Linked DNA regions of Danio rerio: region 1 is linked to region 2. Evidence: chromatin contacts called from public Micro-C data. All regions are on one chromosome and are shown on one strand. The core of a region is the stretch at or near the end of the contact, and the rest is flanking DNA. Distances in the headings are between cores, read along the strand shown.

Region 1 (7,539 bases), core at 719-3,218, 660 kb after region 2:
TTTCTAGTCATCTCAACTTACATTAATCCAACTGACTATAAATATTAAGTTAAACTACGTATGTAAACCTGATTAACTAATAGAAATAAGTTAAAGCAAGAAAATATTTGTTATCTTAAATTTTGGTCATTAATTTTTTTTACAGTATATAGCAGATTCCATACATGAAAATTCACTTATTTTACATTTTTCAGCGCTACATGATATTTTCTTTTTTAAATATTTCCCAAATGATGTTTAACAGAGCAAAGAAATTTTCACAGTATGTCTGATAAATGTTTTTCTACTGGAGAAAGTCTTATTTGTTTTATTTCGCCTGGGAAAAAAAGTTTTTAATTTTTTAAAAAACATTTTAAGGTCAACATTATTAGCCCCTTTAAGCTATTTTTTTTCGAGAGTCTACAGAACATCATTATTTATTAACTTGCTTAATTACCCTAACCTGCCAAGTTAACCTAATTAACCTAGTTAAGCCTTTAAATGTCACTTTAAGCTGAATACTAGCGTCATGAAAAATATCTAGTAAAATATTATGTGCTGTCATCATGGCAAAAAAAACATCAGTTATTAGAAATGAGTAATTAAAACTATTACATTTAGAAATGTGTTCAAAAAAAATCTTCTCTCCGTTAAACAGAAATTGGGTAAAAAATAAACGGTGGTTAATAATTCAAGGGGACTAATAATCCTGACTGCAACTGCATGTATAAAGATCAATAAAACCCACCAACTGTCTTCATCCTCAGCTTTAGCACATAACTCCAAGTCAAGCACATCGACTTCATCCAGGGCGGACTGGTCCTTACTTGCTTCACTTGCTCCCAGCATGCCTGAATCACAGTTACTTGTGACAAACCATCCCATGGTTTGTTTGGAGCCAGAAGAACACGGTAAGCTTAGAAACCCATCCTGCTCCTCTACCCTGGAGGTGTCAGGTAGTGGAGACATGTCTTCACTGCCACTGCTGTCTGCTGGAGGAGAGAGCTCCAAGTTCCCAGCCTCCTCTGCTCCGGGAGAAGTGTCCATGACTTTGTGCAGGTTATTAATATTACTTCCTGCTTTGAGGTTGCTATTGTTGGTGCCTCCAAGCACTTGTTTTCTGCTTCTGTTATGAAGGGTTTGATTCTGGACCTCCAGCTGCCGCACCAGATCCTGTAGTTTACGGACTTCCTCAAGCTCCACAGTGGTCAGGTTTGGGTCGAGTTCAGGCTCAGAATTGGACATCACCTTGTCTGTATCACCATTATCCGCTGGCTGAATATCACTTCCACTATCAGGGACCACCATTCTCCTGCAATATGAATGTACAGTGACAACATATGTGTTTCGATAATCAAATATATACTGCAACATAATGTACATGTTTTTAGATAGATCAATTGCAATAAACTAATAAAACAACTCTTTAATCTTCTTGTGTTTCCACCTAAGCAAATATATATTCTCCACAAACTGCTTCATAAATAGTATTTTATCCAATTCTTAAGTAAATAATGGCCAAGTGTTAAAGTGCTGGCAAAATGTTCCCAGCATTGAACAATGACACACAAGTTAGCAATGCAAACCAACCAGCAAACAAATGAGGTTTGCTTAGACTATCAAGGATGTTCTTACTGAATTACAGAAAAAAAGTTTCCAGTGAATTACTCTGTAAAGATAATAAAATGTGTTTGTGTTTTTTAACCGAAACGTGTTTAATAGATAAAATGTTTATGCATTTACATGAACATTTAGCTAATGTTTATGTCAAGTAGAGTGTAAAATGAGCAGCGCTTACAAATTAAATGATCATCAGCACAATAATAAACATACCTCACCTCTCGCCACAGTTTCGGCAAATGTCCGATTTATTATTTCAATATTTTAACAAAATAAATCGATTTTAAAAAGGTAAAACCGCTGTTTTACCGTTGCTATGCTATAAACACAGTATTTTGGCTGTGTTGAGCTAGTTAGCTCGTTTGCTATCGTCGTGGGGGTGATGGACACCATTTGAACCAATCAAATTAGACCGCCAGCCCACTGCAGTAAGCCACAGAAAGTATTTTGAAGTGTAGCCCCACCTAGTGGACGTTTGCGTAGCTCAACGCTCAGTCAAAGTACCCGGTGACGCTCGCTGTTGTAAAAATAACCATATAAAATATTTATGCAGTTACTCTTATTTAGAATTTTTGTACTTGTTAAAATTTATCAGAAAATATACTGCACATTTTTCTGAACTGTAATTATTTAAAAACATTTTGCGTTGATTATAGGCTATTCCAGCAAACACCCGGACACTTTTTAATTGAACTTGTTTCTTTTAAATATATTCACTTTTTAATAATTCTTATCATTAATACTTTTATTTTAGGTTGTGAAGCATTTAATGCATTTTAAAATAAAAATAAAATAAAAAATAAATAAATAAATTGCGCTCATTGTAGTAACATTTCTATTCCAGTAGAGAGAGACATGATCAAAGCAAATTTTCTCTGCAACTTAACTACTGCATACTTTATTTGTTTTGTTTAATCGGAGCAATAAGGTATTAGGCTAGAATTTTTAGGCTACTCTTTTCATTATTTTTTTCATTGGAAATTTACAGCTATTCAAATCCAGATTTAAACTTTCAATTATTTAGTTTAAAAAGACCCATGCTCCTGCCTTCAAATTCAATAAATAAAATTTTTTATTCGAAATTCATTGAATAGATATGAAAGTTAATTATCATATGGAAACTGTTGGCAATACACAAAATAGAGAAATCAATTTGCTTTTGAAAAACACCACTGAATCATTTTAACTTCAACTGTATATAAATCAGGGTTGACCAACCCTGTTCCTGGGGATCTTCTATCCTGCAGATTTCATTTGCAACACATATCAAACACACTTGCCTGTAATTATCAAGTGATGTTCAGGTCCTAATTAATTGGTTCAGGTGTGTTTGATCAGGGTCGAGGCTCTATTCTTTATTCTCCATTGTTGCATCAATTTTTCACCCCAATCTTGTAAAAGAGAAGAGTCAGAAAGTCTTCTCCATCAAATCCTGAACATTCTCAATTAAGTTAAGGTCTGGACTGTGTGGTGGCCATTCCATGTGTAAAAATTATGTAACGTGCTCCCTAACCACTCTTTCACAATTTGAGCCCTATGAATCCTGGCATTGTCATCTTGGAACATGCCTGTGCCATCAGGAAAAAAATTCATTGATTGTTGGGAAATTCATTGTGTCTTTCTGAATTTCTGATGAATGCATTACTCTAATTTATATTTATTTGAGTAATTTCAGTATTATTATTATTGTTATTATTATTATTATTATTATATTGTATTATTACCCATACCTGTGGCATTATTTTCAGGTATGTGTGCTTTGGTAAATAAAAAGTCATTCTATGTAAATGCAGTCAGAGATGAGAAGATAAATTAGAAGAGCAGCATTAATGTTACAATGTGGGTAGAGTTATGGAGGCAAGGCCATAATAAGGACAGCTGTATTCTGTTCTGTAACTCATGATTTGGCACACCTGCATGTGCGCCCACACTCATTTGAAATGACATCTAACAAATATGAGTACCCATGAACTTCAGCTGAACTTACAGTTGACAGCTCAATGGACAGTAAACAAGATATGTTTGTTGAGCATTGTTTTTTGGCTTTTGAAAAGTCATCGCTTTTGAAACAGGAAGGAAGGACGACCTTGACATAGGTAAGACCCCCCGATGGACCCTGGGACTTTATTGGTATATATATATATATATATATATATATATATATATATATAGTTTAGGCAAAAAAAAATTTCCGATAGTCTACAGAACAAACTATCGTTATACATTACCCTAACCTGCCCAGTTAACCTAATTAACCTAGTTAAGCCTTTAAATGTCACTTTAAGCTGTATAGAAGTGTCTTGAAAAATATCTAGTAAAATATTATTTACTGTCATCATGGCAAATATAAAATAAATCAGTTATTACAAATGAGTTATTAAAACTATTATGTTTAGAAATGTGTTGAAAAAATCTTCTCTCCATTGAACAGAAATTGTGAAAAAAACAATAAAGGGGCTAATAATTCAGAGGGGCTAATAATTCAAACTTCAACTGTATATAGGTGGGATGTATAAACCAATATAATATGACGTGACTCCTGTTTATTGCTTATTGTAAGTTAAATACCCATTAATTTATTAGATTGTTTAGAAAAATTACATCATTTTATTTTTTAAATATAGCTATGGTTGCCAGAATTTTACATTAGCAACATAATTTGCTGTTAGCCGGTTAAACAGATTTTTTTGGTACCATTAAAAAAAAATTAATAATTCTTTTAAAATCTCATTTATACAATCAGCACTGAAATGATTTCTCAGCCCTCTTATTGTCAGTTAACAATCCACAGCTCTGAACAGTTTAGCTTTAACCCTAATTAATTACACCTGATGAAACAAAATTCTACTTTTTGTGCAGTGGCATGTCCTTCAACCTTGTTTAAAACCTACGGGAGGTAAGTGTGTTGAAGCAGGGACTCTGCAGCCCTCCAGGAAACACCCAAGCTGACGCCAAACAATTAGCACCAACGAAACCCCACTGTGTTGTCGCCTTGTGTCAGCTCAAGTCTGGACCAAAAAGTACTAAACAGACAGCAGCCAAATGATGTGAAAACACACATTTTGCGCCTACATGGAAGGAAGATAGAGTTCTTAATGTGAGTGGTGACTGAGCTATATATTGTGTGGAAATCTGACAGTTAGGCTGTGTTCCACTTTACTTGCGAACTTCCCTAAGTACTTCCCCTCAGGGGAAACCCCGCTTTCATTTTTCATGTAAACAAGGGAAGCTTACATGGGCATACCCTGGACCCCTCGATTTGATTTTGGATTGAATCTACTCTAGCATCTATACTGTATACTTTATATGTGCCAGAATGCAATGCACTTGTGTCATGTAATTAATGGCATAAATCAGAATCAACAAGATAGAGGGAAGTGATTGAAGGGCATAAAAATGTAATTCTCTGATGTGGCATCATGGGATAGAGTAGTATCCATAGTATTCGCATTTCAGCATTTCACCAGAAGTAGTAGATACTTGTCTACTGTTTTCTGAATACTATGAATTCGGACATAATACTCAGCTTTAGCATTAATTGAAGAAAAGTATGCAGTTTCGGACACAGCCTAAGTCTCTCTTTGTTGGAGAAGTTACCATTTTTGTTGAGTTATGAACCAAAGCTTTCACTCTATAACCTCATCCATCTCATTGACTTGAAAGTACACCATTGATTAAATTACATAAGCGTCTACTAGCTGAACATCTAAATGCGCTTAATGGAATGCCCTAAAACCTTGAGCACTTCAAATTCTTCACTGTTGTAATGTCACTTTCGCATTGCATTCTGGGATAAATCGATTTTGGGGTTTGGTTAAGAAGCAGACTTGCTCCCCAGGTCAAGATTGGACATGAATGGTGTCTGCATGTAAGCTTCCCTTATTCACTCGGCGAAGTGGAATGCACTTTAAAATGTTGGTGGGTGAACATGCTTAGGAAAGTTTGCCAGTGCATGTCTTAAAGTGGATTGGAACGCAGCCTAGAGAGTGAATATTTAAGGGCGTGATTTCCATTGTTTTCAGTTCCCATATTTATCAACACACAGTCATTCGTACGATGGGATTGTCTGCATGCGAATGTTTCATAAATCTCAAGTTAAACTTGTGCAAGTTGTTTTGTGTGCTCGGACCTTGATAAACAAGGCCCATCATGTGAATAATGACAATAGAAATGTACTGTGTTATTCTGTATTTAAAATATAAAATATCCAGCCTTTTAAAGAAAATTTCTCAGCATTTATGATTTATATATTTTTTATGCAGTGGCATATTAAGCAGCTGTATACGATTGTTGATTAAGCAGTTTGTTTTATTTGCAGCAGATACAATTCAAATTTATACTTTTATTATAATCCATTTAAAATAAGCAACTCTACATTTCCCAAAGCAGAAGGTACAATTTCATATTAATATAAAGTGATCTCTCTGTCCACTTTAGAGCATAGTTAGTGGCAAATATACTTCAGTTCACAAAAGATGTCATTTTAAGGAATCACAGAGGTTTGGGGCTTCACCATACAGGAATACATACATAATGGTTTAGCTTTTATTAATCTACTTTTAAAAAAAATAAATAAATAAACTGTCAAAAATAACAGCTAGTAGTCTTCATCAATGTTGGGGAAAGTAACTTGAAAGTAATCGTAACAAAGGTTCTTTGTGTGGGAAGAAGAAGACAGGGTCAGCGTTGAGGTAAGTAACAGATTTTTATTTTCTCTTATTCACTGCAAAGGACAGCTCCCACTGTGAGGTTGTCGCTTAGCTCTCTCTCTCTCGACTGTTCCTCCCGTTCTCTTTGTCTCTCCGGCCCAATCACTAGAATAAACAGGTGTTGCTTATTATTTCGGATTGGCCTGCTGATTAGCCGCCGGGCTCTGAGCATGCTCTCCCCCTTTATTGGGTATTCGATCATGCTTACCTCTCCACAGTAATGTATTACAATATTGAGTTACTCCCAAAAAATGTAACTAGTTGCGTTACTAAGTAACTTTTTATGGTAAGCCTTAGAATACTTTTTCATACCTGCTAGAGGCTTGATCTCTTTCAGAACTTGCATGGTATTTTTCTTTTTTCTTTTTCTTTTTTTTAAAATAGAGGAGCTCTGCATTTAACAACACACTATATAAACTACACCTTCATTTACCTTTAAAAAAATAGTTTAAAAAATTAGAATAATGTTAGCTTCTGCGAACGTCCTCACCCTATACATGTCATATGGGTAATTCTTTAACTTCGAGCACTTTTAAGTCCTTTGATCATATATCCAAAAATATATATAACTTTGTTCTAATTCCTCTTACTTTGTCAAACTAACGATAAACCTACTTTAAATTCATTTACTACTTTTTATTATAGTTTTTTTTTTTATTCAACCTTCTTTTAGGTGTCAAAATCACTGTTTTGACCTTGTCGCACACCCAGAGTTTTAAATTTAAAAAATAAAAATACCATTTTAAAATATTATTTATCTGGTATCTATTAATCTATCCTAATTAAGCACAAGTGAAATGATTTAAATATTTTATAGTTATTAATGTGAGACTATTATCAATATTATTTTTTATACAAAATATAGCTGTCGCACAGTATCAGTGTCATTTCCACCACAACACTATAATGTTGCTTTAAAAAGTTTGTGTGAAAGATTATTGAGGTGGTTTCTTTGAAAATGAATAGCGCCATCTGAGAACATGTTCAAGATGGAGGGAAATTAATTTTTTATCAACAACACTTGAAAAAAACAATTGAAAAAAAGAAAAATCAGGATAAATATTGCTTGATAAGAAAATACATTTATTCTTCGTCATTTCCAAACATGTTGTATCTTCAAAGGTGTTTTTAAAAACCAAACAAAATAAAGGTAAATAAGAGTGTTTTGTATACATGAAAGGCTAGTATCAATTCAAAGCTAATCAGTGAAGATATTTTTCATTTTTTAACA
Region 2 (7,529 bases), core at 4,678-7,177:
TGGGTTGGCTGATGTGACTGCAATGGGACCCACCTTTAAAACAAGAATGCATGATTTATACTGCACCTTGCTATTACAAAACCCAATATTAGCAAACTATAACACCACCTACTGCATTTATAAGGTGTGTAGCAACAGTGCAGTCTGGGTTTCTGATGGCTATACTCTGCGGTGTGCCAATATATTTTGATGAGTCACCCAGTCCAAAGAATTCCATCCATGGCGCTAAGATTAAAAAATGAAATATCAATTAAATTCTACAATCCAAGCTCATTCTGATCACGTACCCCTATATACATTTCTGGAGAGAGCAAAATATGTCCCAAGAGCTATGTTTTTTTGCAGTTTTTGTTTTTCGCAAATCCGCCAGAGGTTGCTGGGTACACTTTTTCAGATCTCAAATCGCGCCAGCTGTTCTTTTCGGTTGACTGACTGACTGACCAACCGACCAATTCCCCCACCCACCCCCTTCTCTAAACCTAACCAACCGTGTTTTAAAAAGCACTGATTGGCCCGCCCACCCCCTTCCCTTAACCCAACCGCAGTGTTTTCAAAAGCAATCTTGAAAAAGAAATGTCATTACAACAACCTAATTTTTACCACATTTTCAGATTTTACCAAATTTTCACATTGTTATTTACTATTATTACCTATTTTTTTGGCTTTGGTTTTTGTCTTACCTGCGGACTGGTATCGTTTTCAGCAGACTAGAACCCCATTGTCGTGGTCAACTATGCTCTGCGTCTCAAGTCTGTAAACTTATGTGTCAGACCACTGGACAAACTGGTAACAGTGGAAAAGCCTCCATAAGGAGGTAAGCGGTCAGCTGTGATGTGCGAAAAGGAACGGTGTGTCATACCCCCGTAGCATTCGTTTTAAAGACGAAATGCAGCCATATGTGGCTCTGGCTACATAATGTGCGATCTCCAGAAATGTAAATAGGGCTAAGATTTGAGCCTATGTTGCAATTCTACATCATTTTGTAAAAAAAATATCAGATTCAGTGTGAAAATCACACTACTTACCTCTAGCTATAACCAAGCTAATGGAAGATGGCCAAGCAGCTTCCATAAAGTCCCATAAAATAGGGCTGATCTGTTTTCTGACTGGCTCCAACTGCTTTATTGATGCAACCCATAAGGACATGGGTCTTTCTTTGGCCTGCTTCTTTACACTAGAAAATGTGTGATCATATGGTTAGTGACAACGTTGGAGCAACCACATCTAAATATTCTTCTTAAAGTTTGGGCTTAAAATAACAACAGGGAAATTATATTTCACCTATATGCCTTTTCAACAGCTTGTGGGCGATTACAGGCTGCCACAAGAACATAGACAGTGTCTGTGGGCATTCCACAAATTCCCCCATTCTTCATGATCTCTGTAATAAAATAATGGGAAATGTATTGGTTAAACACATTCACGTATATGCAAACAGGTTTGCCAATAGATATTAGTCAGGGGTTTGGAAATGACTTAACTTCATACAGAGCATGTAAAGTGTAATGTATGCCATATTTCCTGACTAAGGTCTACAGCAGGGGTCACCAAACTTGTTCCTGGAGGGCCGGTGTCAGGCAGATTTTAACTCCAACCCTAATTAAACACACCTGAACAAGCTAATCAAGGTAGATACTGTATACTTGAAACATTCAGGCAGGTGTATTGAGGCAAGTTGAATCTAAACCGTGCAGGAACACCAGCCCTCCAGGACCAATATTGGTGACCTCTGGTCTAGTGTAAATCAGTATTTGTGAAAGTTACTTTTAAAAGTAATTTATTCAAATCTTGAGTTAAAAAACTAACTCAATTACATTTTAAGCAAGTGTTGTTTTTTTTACTTGGCAGTGCGTAAGAGTGTAAAATATTACTTTTAAAAGTAACTTTCCACGACTCTGGTTCAGTTTTTGCTATACTTACTGACCTGCAATCTGATGAACTGATGTGGACTTCCTTGCTGTGAGGTGAGGGCAACTGTCTTTGCCTCCTCCAAAGCCACTCAGCTTGATGAATGGATCCCCAAGTGGTAATTGTGGACTTTTAAAGGTGGAGTTGAAAATGCTGGCCAAAAACATATAGAAGCTGACAAGCCCAACTATTATGGTCACACCAATATCATAACCATAGGGCAGTGCACCCACTGCATCCAGTAAGAAGCTAATAAGGATGAGCTGGAAAGTGAATGTATAGATAAACCAAGCCTTGCTGAGAAACATCGACCCAGCTGTCACTAATACGTTGAAGAGCATGAAACTGATGATTCCTACTGCTAGGTGTAGGCCACGCACATCACCATAGAGGCCGCCAAAGCGTGTCAGTCCCCACACTGTCCACATGATACCATAAAGAACGAAAGTCGTGCTCTCTAGGGTCTTTCCTCGAGCAAAGGCAACAGAACCACATATTAAGTGCAACACACCACCAGAAACTACTGTCCAAGGTAGGATGAGAAGGGCTAAGGGGTTTCCACTAGAAAGTGAGGCTGTAATTGAAAAGGCAGCCAGGACACTGCAGGCATGGCCCAACACTTCAGCATCTGCATATTTGGAATAGCCCAGATAGGGAGCATGCCGATTTTTATCATGGGTATGTAGGACAAATTTATTACTGCGACTAAACAGGTTCTTAATAAAACCTGCACCTGTAGGTATCTTACTTGGGGATGCCATGTTATAAAGGGTAACAAAAAGCACAAAAGAAGACATGACAAAAATGGCAGCCTGAACACCTTGCGTTCCTCTCTGAAAGAAGCTCTGGGGTTCAGATGCAACTGCAATACAGTATGCAACAAAGAACAGTTGGTAAATAGTATTGACAAATCCTCCCTGCAAGCTAAACAAAGCCAGAATGAAAAACAGCACAGAGAATACAACTGGAAAAGGCACTGGAGAATAAGGAACCTGGTTTGTTAGGTGCACTACTAACGCAGTGTATCCTTCAGTGAAATGCAGAATCGATGTGAAGCCATAAAAAGTAGCTGCCATGTGGTCCATGAATCTATAGCTCTGAACACACACACACAGCTGAAAGACACCAGCGGTCCACAGCCATGGCACATGACCAGAGAAAAGAGCAGGGACAACACCAAGCAGAACACAGGCTAGCACACTAGCTGACAACAAATTCATGATTATCCCAATTATCACAACAGCGTTGGCATATCGACCCTGTAACTGTTTGTTATCTTTGTTAAATGTTCCGGGTAGCTGAATCTTTCTTTTGGTAATATAAGACAACAAGCGACCACTTCCAAAGTATGCACCCACAATACAGACCAGCAGATAGCAGACGGCAGTAGCTGCCTTTCCGAAGGCCAGATCTGCAAGGCCAGCAATCTGGTGGGCACAAGCTAAACATATGGTAAGGGCAATGAATGACAGGACAACCTCATGACACACAACAGCCACAATACAAATAACAAGCAGTGCCAGTGTGAAAGCTGCAAGGCCCGGCACCATAGCATCTCTCAGTCCTTTTTGGCCATTTATTATATTTTCACCTGCAAGTATGTAAACTAAACCTGAACCACACCATAAGGCAGACACTGTCAGGCACAAACTACCAAAGAGTACATTGTGGGTCTTGCTGCGTCGTAAACCTAAGAGAAAGAATAAGAAAAAAGACATTTACATAGAGGACAAACAGTTTTATTAGCCCCCCTGAATTATTAGCCCCCGTTAATTTTTTTCCCCAATGTCTGTTTAAAGGAAAGATAATTTTTTTCAACATATTTCTAAACATAATAGTTTAAATATCTCATATCTAATAACTGATTTATTTTATTTTTGCCATAATGTCAGTAAATAATATTTTACTAGATATTTTTCAAGACACTTTAATACAGCTTAAAGTGACGTATAAAGGCTTAACTAGGTTAATTAGGTTAACTAGGCAGGTTAGGGTTATTAGGCAAGTTATTGTATAACGATGGTTTGTTCTGTAGACTAATTTAAAAAATTGCTTAAAGGGGCTAATTATTTAGTCCTCAAAATAGTGTTTAATATAAAAAACCTGCTTTTATTTTAGCCGAAACAAAACTTTTTCCATAAAAAAATTGTATCAGACATACTGTAAAAATTACCTCGCTCTGTTAAACATCATTTGGGAAATATTTAAAAAAAGAAAAGAAAAAAAAGAGCACCATAAAAAGTTTGAAGATTAAGTGTTTAATTTTTGAGGCATTTCCACTACCAGAAAAATAACTGACAAAAATAACAAACAAACCACCCCCCAACCCCACCACCATCATACAGACTTTAAGTGCAAATATATTGCAACAATATTATATAAATATATAAATATATAATAAATATAAATGTGTTGCTTTTTCATGAATAATATGGTAACAATATTTTTGTTAAAAATATTAAGTGTTTATATGTTAATAGCATTTTTGTAAATAAATTAATAATCGCCACAATATGTTACTCTCTGATTTAAATACGATAAAGATTTTTTTTTTTTTTGTATATAAAATCTTATGTGGTTTATTGCCATCAAATAGTGAATGTGAAACACATACAGTACCTGAATAAGCCAGCAGAGAAGCAAATATGAGGAGCAGAATTCCTAAAGCTGTGTCTTTGATCAGGGATTTGTCTGGAGAGCTCGCATAGTTGTTCACCAGTAACAACAACGAACCTATCAGAACATTATCATCATTATTATTATAAGCACAATTCGATATTCAAGTAATTATAATATTAAGTAATTATATATAATTATAATTATTCAGGTCTGTAATATAATAAATACATAATATACTAAGAATATACACACAATAAACTAAGTATTACAATACGCAATAATATATTTCAAAGTGTAAAACATTTACAATAATTTTGTGCATTTTAAAATAAAGTTACATAGCAAAAAAAAATTTTTTTTACTTTAAAAAGGCTAAATAGCAGTTTTAATTGTTTTAAAAATCTTTCGAAATAAACAACTAATCAAAAAATCACAACTTTCTTCTTTTTTTTCAGAAACCTACCCCCAGATATCCCCAGAATGCCAATGGATAAGTGTAATGATTCAGTCTCCGCCATCCTCACTTTTGACGCTCTTCACTCTCTCGCTTAGCTTTATACACACTGCTGACGTTATGCATAGTGATGTCAGATACGCCCTTTCTAAAAATGCCCTTTATTTCCTTCTTTCCTGGTATAGCCAACTAGAAACATTTTCCTAAATGAATTCATGTAATAAATATATAATTTGAGTTATTTAACACATTTAAACCTGTTCTGATTTAAGCAAACTGGTGTTTTTAGTAGCCTTTTTTATTATTAATTCAAACGTAGCCTATAATATAACTTGCTGATTATCTTTTAAATTATATTATAATTATTATGATTATTATTTTAATTAAAATTATAGGCCTATTTATTGTTGTTGTTGTTAATAATATTATTGTTAAAATTATTATTAATTTTATTTTGCAAAAGAAATCGTAAATCATTTTTAATTAGAGACAAACGAAAAAGCATACAACTGGATGCAAAATAATAATAATAATACATGGAAAATAGTGGTTTACTTAGACACCTGCCTGATATATGCGTGGAAGTCTATCTGTGACAATAATCTTTAAAAGTCGATAAAAAAAAGTCAAAGAAAACGGATTAATTTGTCCACAGATGACACACATTCAATCCAATGATTGAATAAAGACAGTCTGCTAGTTTCACAACCTTCAACTCCAAACTTAATGATTTCATTTATAAGAAACGTACAATCAGTTAATGTGCACCAATATAAAAATAGATGAGCTCAGAAAGGAGGGCATGACTAAGCGGTATGCGCGACCTGTTTGAACGGGGACAATAGTTTTTTTTTTTATTTCCTTCCAGAAAGCGCTCACGGGTGTGTCCTTAACTTTTTAACACGCCTTCATGGGCGGTTCAGCTTTTCAAGAATATAAGTAGAATACAGTCTTGCTCATCTTTGAGTGGTGAAAGCAACCTTCAGGAAAAGAGCGCACTTCACTGTAAAGTCAACTACTTTAACGAGGTAGGTTCTGCATTTAATTTCACAACGGCATTTGTAGACTTGAACCTAAAAGTTTCAGATTTTTAAAAACGGTAAAATCATGTTTAAAGTCTAAATTTAAACATAATTTCCAGTATATGTTCTAGTTGTTCTTTAATGCTACAGTTAGTGTAACCATAATTTTGCAACTGTAGAAATGATTTCCTAATACGTGAGGTTTTATCGGGTTCAAAACATGTTGACCTGTTCCCTGGAAACAGCTGTGATCGTGCGTTACCTGGGTAAAACTCTCTGGAGGTGTCATTACCATAAATATTTAAAGCAGCGTGTCAGGAGTTGGCACCTGTTGTTGTCTTTGCTTTTCTTTCATTTTTTTATAGAGTGTCGTGAAATGTATATATTCTAAATGAATACTGTACCTTAAAAGACCAGCATGAATGGCAAACTTCTGTATTGTGTTTAATGTAACAGATAAGATGGCAAAGAAGAGTGTTGCATTAGTTCTGTCTGGCTGTGGCGTGTATGATGGCACAGAAGTTCATGAGGCATCAGCCATTATGGTACATCTCAGTCGAGCAGGTGCAGAGGTAATGTCTCTTTCTCTCTCTCTCTCCCTCTCTCTCTCTCTCTCTCTCTCTCTCTCTCTCTCACACACACACACACACACACACACACACATACAGTTGAAGTCAGAATTATTAAATCGCTTGTTTATTTTTTTCCTCAATTTCTGTTTATCGGAGAGATTTTTTCAACACATTTCTAAACAAAATAGTTAATAACTCATTTCTAATAACTGATTCATTTTATCTTTATCATGATGACAGTAAATAATATTTGACTAGATGTTTTTCAAGACACTTCTATACAGTTTAAAGTAACATTTAAAAGGCTTAACTAGGTTAATTATGTTAACTAGACAGGTTAGGGTAATTAGGCAAGTTATTGTATAACGAGGGTTTGTTCTGTAGGTTATTGAGAAAAAAATATCTTAAAGGGGCTAATAATTTTGTCCCTAAAATTGTGTTTAAAAAAATTTAAAACAGCTTTTATTCTAACAAAAATAAAACAAACAAGACTTTCTCCAGAAGAAAAAATATGATCAGACATACTGTGAAAATTTCCTTGCTCTGTTAAACATCATTTGGAAAATATTTTGAAAAAAAGAAGAACATTTTTTGAAGGGGGCTAATAATTCTGACTTCAACTGCATAAATAAATTGCATATATATAAATAAGCCTATATATACCCTAATAAATAAGATAAATGAATGAATAAGAACAAGGGATGAATTTTGAATTATAGTGTATCACATTTTATCAGACAAAAATAGTTGCACAACACAAATATTTATAAAAGTAGAACATTTACTGAGGGACAAATTTACACTGAGAAGCAGAATCATACCCGATGAAAACTCTAACATAACATTTTTATTAATGTTAAAAAAAATAACTCTTAAAGATTAAACTGCCCAGACAGAACTATAATATCTATAATAACTATAATATCTTACTGTTTCACTATATATTTCTTATAA

What was found. Hi-C and Micro-C count contacts between places; a contact is called where the count stands out from the background.
Region 1: a contact with region 2 is called in a Micro-C map of caudal fin, with 11 times the contacts expected there. The contact joins the promoter of zgc:66447 here to the promoter of si:ch211-153b23.5 in region 2. A contact is called at or near these places in 2 of 18 Hi-C or Micro-C datasets (caudal fin and embryo).

Annotation. Positions count from the first base shown.
Region 1 is chr14:12,610,156-12,617,694 of GRCz12tu, forward strand. It overlaps zgc:66447, which reads right to left and starts at 1,969. Exons shown (of 9, transcript NM_199735.1): 1 at 1,813-1,969; 2 at 728-1,291. The coding sequence starts at 1,287.
Region 2 is chr14:11,945,209-11,952,737 of GRCz12tu, forward strand. It overlaps si:ch211-153b23.5, which reads left to right and starts at 5,928. Exons shown (of 5, transcript NM_001386233.1): 1 at 5,928-6,009; 2 at 6,460-6,575. The coding sequence starts at 6,465. si:ch211-153b23.4 reads right to left here and starts at 5,070. Exons shown (of 9, transcript NM_001305473.1): 1 at 4,991-5,070; 2 at 4,528-4,641; 3 at 1,925-3,598; 4 at 1,282-1,381; 5 at 1,026-1,174; 6 at 113-225; 7 at 1-33. The coding sequence starts at 5,045.